Regions from separate parts of the Zea mays genome. Here region 2 is linked to region 1. Evidence: chromatin contacts called from public Hi-C data. All regions are on one chromosome and are shown on one strand. The core of a region is the stretch at or near the end of the contact, and the rest is flanking DNA. Distances in the headings are between cores, read along the strand shown.

What was found. Hi-C and Micro-C count contacts between places; a contact is called where the count stands out from the background.
Region 2: a contact with region 1 is called in a Hi-C map of ear, with 2.2 times the contacts expected there. The contact joins the promoter of LOC100283986 here to the promoter of LOC100285712 in region 1. A contact is called at or near these places in 7 of 25 Hi-C or Micro-C datasets (bundle sheath, ear, endosperm and 2 more).

Annotation. Positions count from the first base shown.
Region 1 is chr9:129,737,812-129,742,189 of Zm-B73-REFERENCE-NAM-5.0, reverse strand. LOC100285712 (RING zinc finger protein-like) reads left to right here and starts at 2,110. Exons shown (of 2, transcript NM_001158603.2): 1 at 2,110-2,268.
Region 2 is chr9:129,946,643-129,951,020 of Zm-B73-REFERENCE-NAM-5.0, reverse strand. It overlaps LOC100283986 (PRKR interacting protein 1), which reads left to right and starts at 2,650. Exons shown (of 3, transcript NM_001156884.2): 1 at 2,650-3,045; 2 at 4,295-4,378. The coding sequence starts at 4,328. It overlaps LOC103639063 (probable WRKY transcription factor 4), which reads right to left. Exons shown (of 4, transcript XM_020544433.3): 4 at 1,626-2,057. The coding sequence ends at 2,054.

The DNA of each region.
Region 1 (4,378 bases), core at 861-3,360:
AAAAAATTCTATGGGCTCACGGCTGCTTGACTCGGGGGGTGTTTGGATACTACCATTAAATTTTAGTCCTTGTCACATCGAATATATAGATGTTAGTTAGAAGTATCAAATATAATCTAATTATAAAACTAATTATACAAATGAGTACTAAACGATAAGACAAATCTATTAAGCTTAATTAGTTCATGGTTAGTTTATGTGATGTTACAGTGAACATTCGCTAATTATGGATTAATTAGACTTAGGCCGTGTTGGTTTTTAGGGACTAATTTTTAGGCCCCGTTTGGTTTGATGGACTAAAGATTAGTCCCTTCATTTTAGTCTCATTTACTTCCTAAATTGCCAAACGGTGGGACTAAAATATGGACTAAACTGTTTTAGTCTCTATTCCCTCAAGGGGCGACTAAAGGGGACTAAACCATATAAATTCCACTTTTTACCCCTCCTTTATTTAAGTTGCATTAATAGCAGGAGAATGCTAAGGGGTATTTTGGTCTACTTATGATTCATTTAATGTGTTTTGAATACTTTTAGTCGCTAGAACCAAACAGGGTAGGGACTAAACTTTAGTGTCCTAACTAAACTTTAGTCCCTGGACTAAAGGAACCAAACAGGCCCTTAATCACTACATTGTATTCCATTTTAGTACCTAAATTGTAAAATACAGAAACTAAGACTCTATTTTAGTTTCCGTATTTGGTAATTTTATGAAATAAAATAGAATAAAATGAAGGGACTAAAGATTAGTCGCTAGAAACCAAGCACCCCCTAATAAATTTATCTCGTCGTTTAGTCTTTATCTATGTAATTAGTTTTATAATCAAACTATATTTAAGACCCCTCCTAATTTATAATTGTTTGACTTTTTCAATCCTAACTTTGACCACTCATTTTATTAAAAATTTTGTGAAAAAACAAAAAGTCATTGTGGATTTGTTTATTATCAAATATACTTTACATATGACTTCATTTTTTCATGATTCTTTAATTAGACGAGGTTGTCAAAGTTGAGGTTGAAAAAAAATCAAACGAATTGTATTTAAAATAGAGGAAGTATTCATGATTGACACTCAAACATCCCATATTACATGAACTAAATTTTAAGAGAGTGTTTGATTCTCCTGACTAAAGTTTAGTTCGTATGAAATCAAATATTTAAATATTAATTATGAATATTAGATATGAGCTTAATTATGTTTAATAAATTCATCTCGTTGTTTATTCTCCATCTACGTAATTAGTTTTATAATTAAACTATATTTAATACTCGCAATTATTATTTAAATATTTTACTATGTAACATAGACTAAACTTGATTTGATAGACCAAACACAATATGAAATACACCCGATTAAGGCCATGTTCGGTTTCTTTAGTCTAGAGACTAAAATTTAGTTAGGGGACTAAAGTTGTCCCTAGCATGTTTGGTTCTAGTGACTAAAATTAGTAAAAATATACTAAATGACTCATAAGGAGACTAAAATGGTCTTTAACATTCTCGTGCTATTAGTATAATTGAACTAAATGAGGGACAAATGTGGAATTAATATGGTTTAGTCCCTTTTAGCCACATCTTGAGGGACTAGGGACTAAAGTAGTTTAGTCCCTATTTTAATCCTACCGTTTGGTAATTTAGGAACTAAGGCTCCGTTTGGTTTGGGGTGACTAAAGTTTAGTGACTAAAGTTTAGTCACTTTTAGTCCCTAAATAAGTAAACATGGTGACTAAAGTGTAGTGACTAAACTTTAGTTCTTTAGTCACCAAGGGGTGACTAAAAGGGCTAAAATAATATTTTTACCTTATTTGCCCTCTCCACTTTCTTCTTATAGCAAATATTCATTAATTAATAAGAGTAAAACAGTCATTATTCATAGCAATTAATGCTCTTTAGTCCAGTTTAGTCATTGGAATCAAACGTGGTACTTTAGCGACTAAACTTTGGTCACTAAAATTTAGTCTAGTGACTAAAGAAACTAAACAGAGCCTAAATTAGACTAAAATATAGGGACTAATCTTTAGTCCTTCGAACCAAACGCGGTCTACTCTCCTTTGGACCGAGGTACCTTCGTCATATACACGCGGGCTGTGAGGGTAGATATGTGGACATCCACATGGCGTCCGCCCAACCCTCCAAACCAAGGCGGCCAAGCCCCTTCCATTTGCCAGGCGGCCACACCATCTGATCCCCAATTCGTTTCCACCTATCGAGCCAAGGTGCGACGACGGCGGTCGCAGCGTCCCCTCCCTCCCTCCGTACCGCTGCCGCCGGTGAGTATCGCGCCGAGATCTCTCCCTTTTCTGTGATTCGAGCGATTACTCTACAGTGGTTGCGCCCCTGCTCCGCTTTGCTTCAGACGAGCAGATTGGGCCGAGCACCTCCCCGGCAAGCAGCGGCGCTGTCGCCGGCGCCAAGTCCGGGGCCGCCGCGCCGTGGGGCTCGCTGAAACGGGCAAACTTTCTGCCTCCATTTGCCCGTTTCTCGTTCCTTGTTGCTTGAGCCGTTAACAAAATTAAAGGTCCAGTTTAGGCACGGCGATGTGTGTGCTTCCTAACCTGGAAGCAGACCTTATGAAGTATATATGATCCTTGTGTCCTTTCTTAACTTCCATGCGTGCATGCGTAGTCTGATTCTTAGTGCGCCAAATGTGATTCGTCTGTTCCATCCGGTGACTTGCTGAGCGGAGTCTGATTGTGGACCGTTGGATAGATTTGTTTCCAATTGGAGTGTATCAAGTTTTGCTCTGTAGATAAGATGATGTAGAAAAATTTAGGGGCCTATGCCCCATGCCCAATGCTGCAACGATCAGGTCAGGTGTTGTTAGGCTACCTGTGCATTGGAAGGAGGAAGTTACAGAGGTAGAATGTGATTTACACAAATGAGCATGGATGACATCCAGCAAGCCTTTTTTGCATAAGATGTCCATTGGTGCTATTATTTTTATACTGTACTCCCTCTATTCCAAATTATAAGATGTTTTTTTGGCTTTTCTAGACACATAACTCTTGCAATGCACTAAAAGGTGAGAGCAGCTTCAGTGTTGGTGAAAATCGAATCATGGAAAGAGCAAATAGAACCGTAAACACTAGAGGAAGCGAACCATACCTGTCAGAGACAAACCGAACCTCACAGATGCGCCAAATCGAGAGAGTCCAATAATATTAATTGTGCAGGTGTTGCCTCTGCCACCCCTGTTGATCTGATCGTGCGAGTTGTCGTAGAGATATTTTTTCTGCTCACATGGCCCCCCACAAACCTATGTCCATGCTGGAGCTGTCGAACCAAACTTCTTCTGAATCACTTAAGTTGAGGTGTTTTTTTTTTGGAAAAAAATGAAACACCACAATATATTTCACAGCATACTTCATTTTGTAATTTGAGGTTTTTTTTGGAAAAAACGAAACATCGCAACACTACACTGCAGACTTTTAAAAAACTCAGTTTTGTGTATAAGCTTCATAATTTCTTTGTATTTGTTACAAGGTCAACCACTTATCAGCACTTGCTAATAGTTCAAGCAATGCATAGGCTGTAGCAATAGTGGATTGTTGAATGATGTATGATAGGCTTGTTAGAAGAATTTCCTAATGTATATCTTGTTATTTAAGAATTTTTAGTTGGATAGAAATCTTTTCGTTCACAAAATGGATGTACCTTTGTTATACATGTCGAATTTTGTTGACATGTTGGAAATGTTGTTTCTTAATTATAGTACTCAAGTGAAAACCAACAGCAATGAAGGTTTGAAACAAACTGTCAGTATTACCTTATAAAGGTATGTCATTGGCATGCACAGTTTTTCTAGAGAACTTCTTGGGTCTCTGTTCCTTTTGGGCTGCCTTTGAATGATTTTGGTGTAGCTATACAATCTGGCTGTAGGTGAATTATGCAGTAGTTAGGTGAGTTTAAGTCAACTGCACAATCTTTCTTTTACTCCTAAAAGTCTTGTAACAAGGATGCACTGGTAGCTGGTAAGTGATATTGTCCTATGGAGTAGACCATTATTTTCAGCTGTATCTAACTCATATTTGAAGCTAACCAAGAGGCTAAGACTTCTTTAACTATTTTCTTCTTGTATGTGGTTTGAATGCTTTCCGCTTGCTTATGTTCAGTTTTCTTTAAATGGCATGAGAAAAAACGTGGCCCCATATCTTAGCCTGTTGTGTTATATAGTTTGATTATTACCATTACATTGTTCATTAAGTTAATATGTCTGCAAAGAGCACAATGTTTCTTTTGTACTATGTTTGGTCGAGTATCCTGTGCAGTCATGCTTTAATTTTAGTAAAACTTGCTAAGCGCTGAGCAGCGAAACTTGGCTATTTTTAGTTCCTTCGCTTGTTCCAGCAGTTGTTTATCTAGCCTAGCCAAGCAATGTGT
Region 2 (4,378 bases), core at 1,401-3,900, 210 kb before region 1:
GCTTCGGTATTACGTATAAACAGGTTTTGCCAAAGGTGTTTCTTCCTGCAGGACCTTCGGCGCCGAAGCATGGTCCCAACAAATGCAATATCTGTTAGATCCCATCTATTAGATTTATTGCGCTTAAAATATCGTTTTATCTATAAATTCTTCGTTTTAACTCCAGTTTTAATGGTTCTCGAACCTACGATCTCATAGCATCACGTAGAATATTCTTACATTGTTTGTGCTTATGTTTGGTGTGATGTTAGTTTTTCCTATTTCATGTTTGTTTGTATTGCTACGAATAGCAGCAAGGTTACAAGTCACTTGGAGACCAGGTTGGTACCTAGGAATCTTGATCTCCGGCAAGTTGTGCCCTTTATCACTCCTTTTTACCTAATAATGTCCGCTGTTAATCACTGTGACATGCTTAGGTTAATTTGATGGGACCTAATAGGTTTGCCTAGCATTGTTTATCCATCACCTTGCAAACAATGAACTATTGGGTAGTTTTGCTATTGCTCTACTTGGTTTTGGAAAACTAATGTTTCATTATGATCATGTTCCAATTATGTTGTTGTTTAATTATTGTTCATGATAAGATCATATTGTTAATTGGAACATGGAGCGACCAACCGGGAAAACAGTGCTACCACAAGGGTGGTATGAGACGCCCTTGACTGACTAATTAGGAAAGCTAGTGGAGGACTACCTTACCCGAAATGGGCAAGAGCAGTAGGAGAGTGGTCGATGTAGGGAGGTTCTCGGGCTGATTTTGCTGTGATGGCGGTCAGACGAGGGATCCCTGCATTGGGGCTTCTTAGAAACTGTAGTGAGTTTTCTGAAGCTAGTGGAACTTTATAAAGACCTCGTAGTGGTACCCTGTCTCGCTTACTTGGTAGAGGTGTATGGGGTCTAATCAACTCCGTGGCAAATGGGTAACACGACTTGTGGGTAAAGATGTGCAACCTCTGCAGAGTGTAAAACTGGTATATCAGCCGTGCTCATGGTTATGAGCAGCTCGGACCCTCACATGATTAATTTATGGAATTAAACTTAATTTGTCATATGCATTGCATCGCGGGTGTTGTTATCAATTTTGATCTATTACTTTTTTAGTTGGTATCTACTTATACCTAGTAATTGCTAATAAAATTTTGACCAACTTTAAAAGCAATGATCAGCTTTAACTATCCTCTTTGGTAAGCCTTACACTTCACATGAGCTCCCACCTTTTGCGAGTTCATGCACATTATTCCCCACAACTTGTTGAGCGATGAACGTACGTGAGCTCACCCTTGCTGTCTCACACCCCCATAGGTTAAGGACAGGTACCGCAAGATGAGGCGCGTGAAGGATGCTGCAATGAGTTCGCGAGAGGTCTATGTCGTCGTCTCCCAGTCAACTTTGGGTTGCTGGATCGTTGTCTCCTTATGATGTAATTATTTATTTTGTATAGAATTCCGTTATATATAAATGATGTAACATTCGTTTTTATACCATGAGTCATCATATGTGTGAGACTTGATCCCATCACACTTGGTGATTATCTCACGCCCGGGTTTTGGATCCGGGTGTGACACATTTCTCCCCTTTCATATAATGAATGTACAATCGTACCTTCGGTTTTACAGAGTGAATTAGGACGAAGGTCTTCTAGGGAAGATATTACACACAATTATCCAGCCCACCAAAAAGGTACTTTATGTAGGGCACTGTTCATCTATACAACTTCGTATGAATTACATTTACACCCATAAGGATTACACATAGGATTTAAAATAATACAAGGGCAATATTGTCTTTTGCTTTCAGCATTCAGGATGACACCTTCTCCTTGCATTGTTTCCTTGTGTTGCTATGACGAAGCTAGCTTCGTCGCCCCTCTATCGTCCTCCATTGAAGGTGTTCCGGTGCCGAAGCTCATGTAATACTTGGCAACATGTTGATAACCAATGGTTAAACGTGTTTTTTGAGGACCTTCAAAAGATGAAGACCCCAATAGATATATCCGGATATAACTCTCGAGGACGACCTCTCTTCTGCTACAATGACTTCCGATATATGTCTTTCATCTAAGAAATGATTTTATATTAACACAACTATATAGAAATAGCAGAAATGATTTTAACTTATAAATACAAGTATTTCACAAACTATCTAATAAACTGTAGTCACCATATAAACCATGTATCCTAGGAATCATAATGAATAGCAATATGAGCAACAATCAAAACTAATAAATCGAAACCATACAACATAATATACGTAACAAACGAATTAGTAAGACATCATACCTTGGTCTACAAAGTTTTCTAACTCGAATACGAAGATTGGAGCACCTCTGGACGATATAGAAGAAGATTCAAATGGCTAGGTGCAGCTCTCGACCAAAAAACGGCTGATTTATAGGCCTTCTCGGCGCCAAAATCTGTGGCGCCTAACTCGGTGACGAGCTAGAGGGCTACGTCGACGTCGCATCATCCCTCCGCGCCAACTGAGCAGGTTGCTCGGCGTTCTAGGCACGACATACTGAGTTGTGTTATCTCGACGTTGTAGGATACGACGACGAGCAAGGAGTAAAAAAAATTAGAAAATAAGTCGTCCAATGGTCTAAATAATTTTTTTTGAAAAAGGACTAAACAAAAAAAAACGAAACGCAACCTCAGTCACGGACACATGGTGTGTTTGGTTGGATCTCGTCCCGGTCTTTCACCTCCAACAAAACACATCCTAATCGACTCGCGACCCCGTTTCCCGGAGAGCCGCGACGGTGCGACGCCGAACTCCCTAACCCTAAGTCCCTAAGCGTAGGCGGCGGGGGGCGGCGGTGCGAGGCAAGCTGCACAGCAACACGGGCCACGGGCGCGGCCTCCGCCTCCGCCTCCACGCTTCTGCTGCTAGGCTGCAAGGGCGGCGGCGCGGCGCGGTGGGCGGCGGACAGCTGGCCAGGTCCAGCCCAGTAGTCCAGGTGACGAGGTCCGCACTCCGCAACGGTTCTGGCGTTCTGCAGCTGAGGATAGACGAGAGAGGAAGTGAGGATTTATATTAGTGATTTACAAGGTGAGTTGTTCACTTGTTCCATTGTTTATGCAGATGCAATTTGCAACTAGACTAGAAGTTTAGAACCTATAGGTTGGATTCTTTTTTCATGCGGGAGTGGGAATACCCAAGGATTTGCTCCGTGCCCTTATCTGCATGATAAATGAATTTGGAGACGAAGGCAAGTGTTCAGTGCACGAGCTGTGTGACGAATGTGTTCAACTCTTAGACATTTGCTGTCTATTCAGGGAATGAATTTTGAATAAAATTTTCATTTAGGAAATTATAGTTGACCAATATTTTTGGACACTAGTAGAAGTGGAATGGATTTGGTTCTGACTGGTTCGTTATATATAATATAGTACGTGCATTCTGTTCTTCCCTTTATATAATTCGCCAATTCGGTTCCTGTGTTCGGTGGTTTTGGAAACTATAAATCTATAATGCCTAATTACGCCATGTTCTACTCATAACCTTTGTGTGGTTACTGGCTAGATTGTTCACTACAGTTACTATGTCTTATATCATTGGTCCAGTGAACTAGTTGGATGCTGTTTATTTCCCTTCTTGTGTACATCGAACATATGGTCTGTGTATTGGGTTGTTTCATAAATATGTAGCTATTAGTACTAGAATTTGATTGATATCTGTGTTAAATTACTGTTTATTTGAAATCACTCATCACATGAGAGTAGATGTCGACTGGCTCCCTCTAATGATTGGATAGAAAACACTGGTTGATTGGTATTGCAATTAGTTTGTCTAGGCCAAACCCAATCTGCTTCATGAATTGAGGTTGAATGGGTGGAAGAATAGCCATTGGTAGCATCGGCCTAACTTCTTTGATTGGTTCACAGATGCAATTTTTCTGCATACTCTTAATTTCACATTAAATTAATGTAGCAATCTGAGTACTCAAAGTAACCTTTCATTACTACTATGAACTTTTTAGTGATTGCAGAATTATTGATAATATGCTGCTTGAAATATTGTTTGGTTTTGCAAAATGGTGACCAGCTATCGGGGTTATGATGTGAATGGGTGTAGATTTTATTCAGAGGTGCTTGAGAGACCAAAATTTAGGTTAACCATGGTTAATAGTTTTGTTTGTGTATCTTGTATTGATGAAAATGACATGAGTTTCTGCTAGAACTAGCTCCTTCCCACTGCCATAGCAACTTGAAGTTAGCATGGTATGACTTGAAGTCTGAAATCTGAATGTGCCCATAAACACTAACATTTATATCCATTATTATTTGTTCATATGCAGGCAACTTGAAAGACAGCAGGGTTGCATCCCACAATGTCAGCTCCCAACAGTGATAGCAACATGCAGCAGCTAGTCCCTATAGCA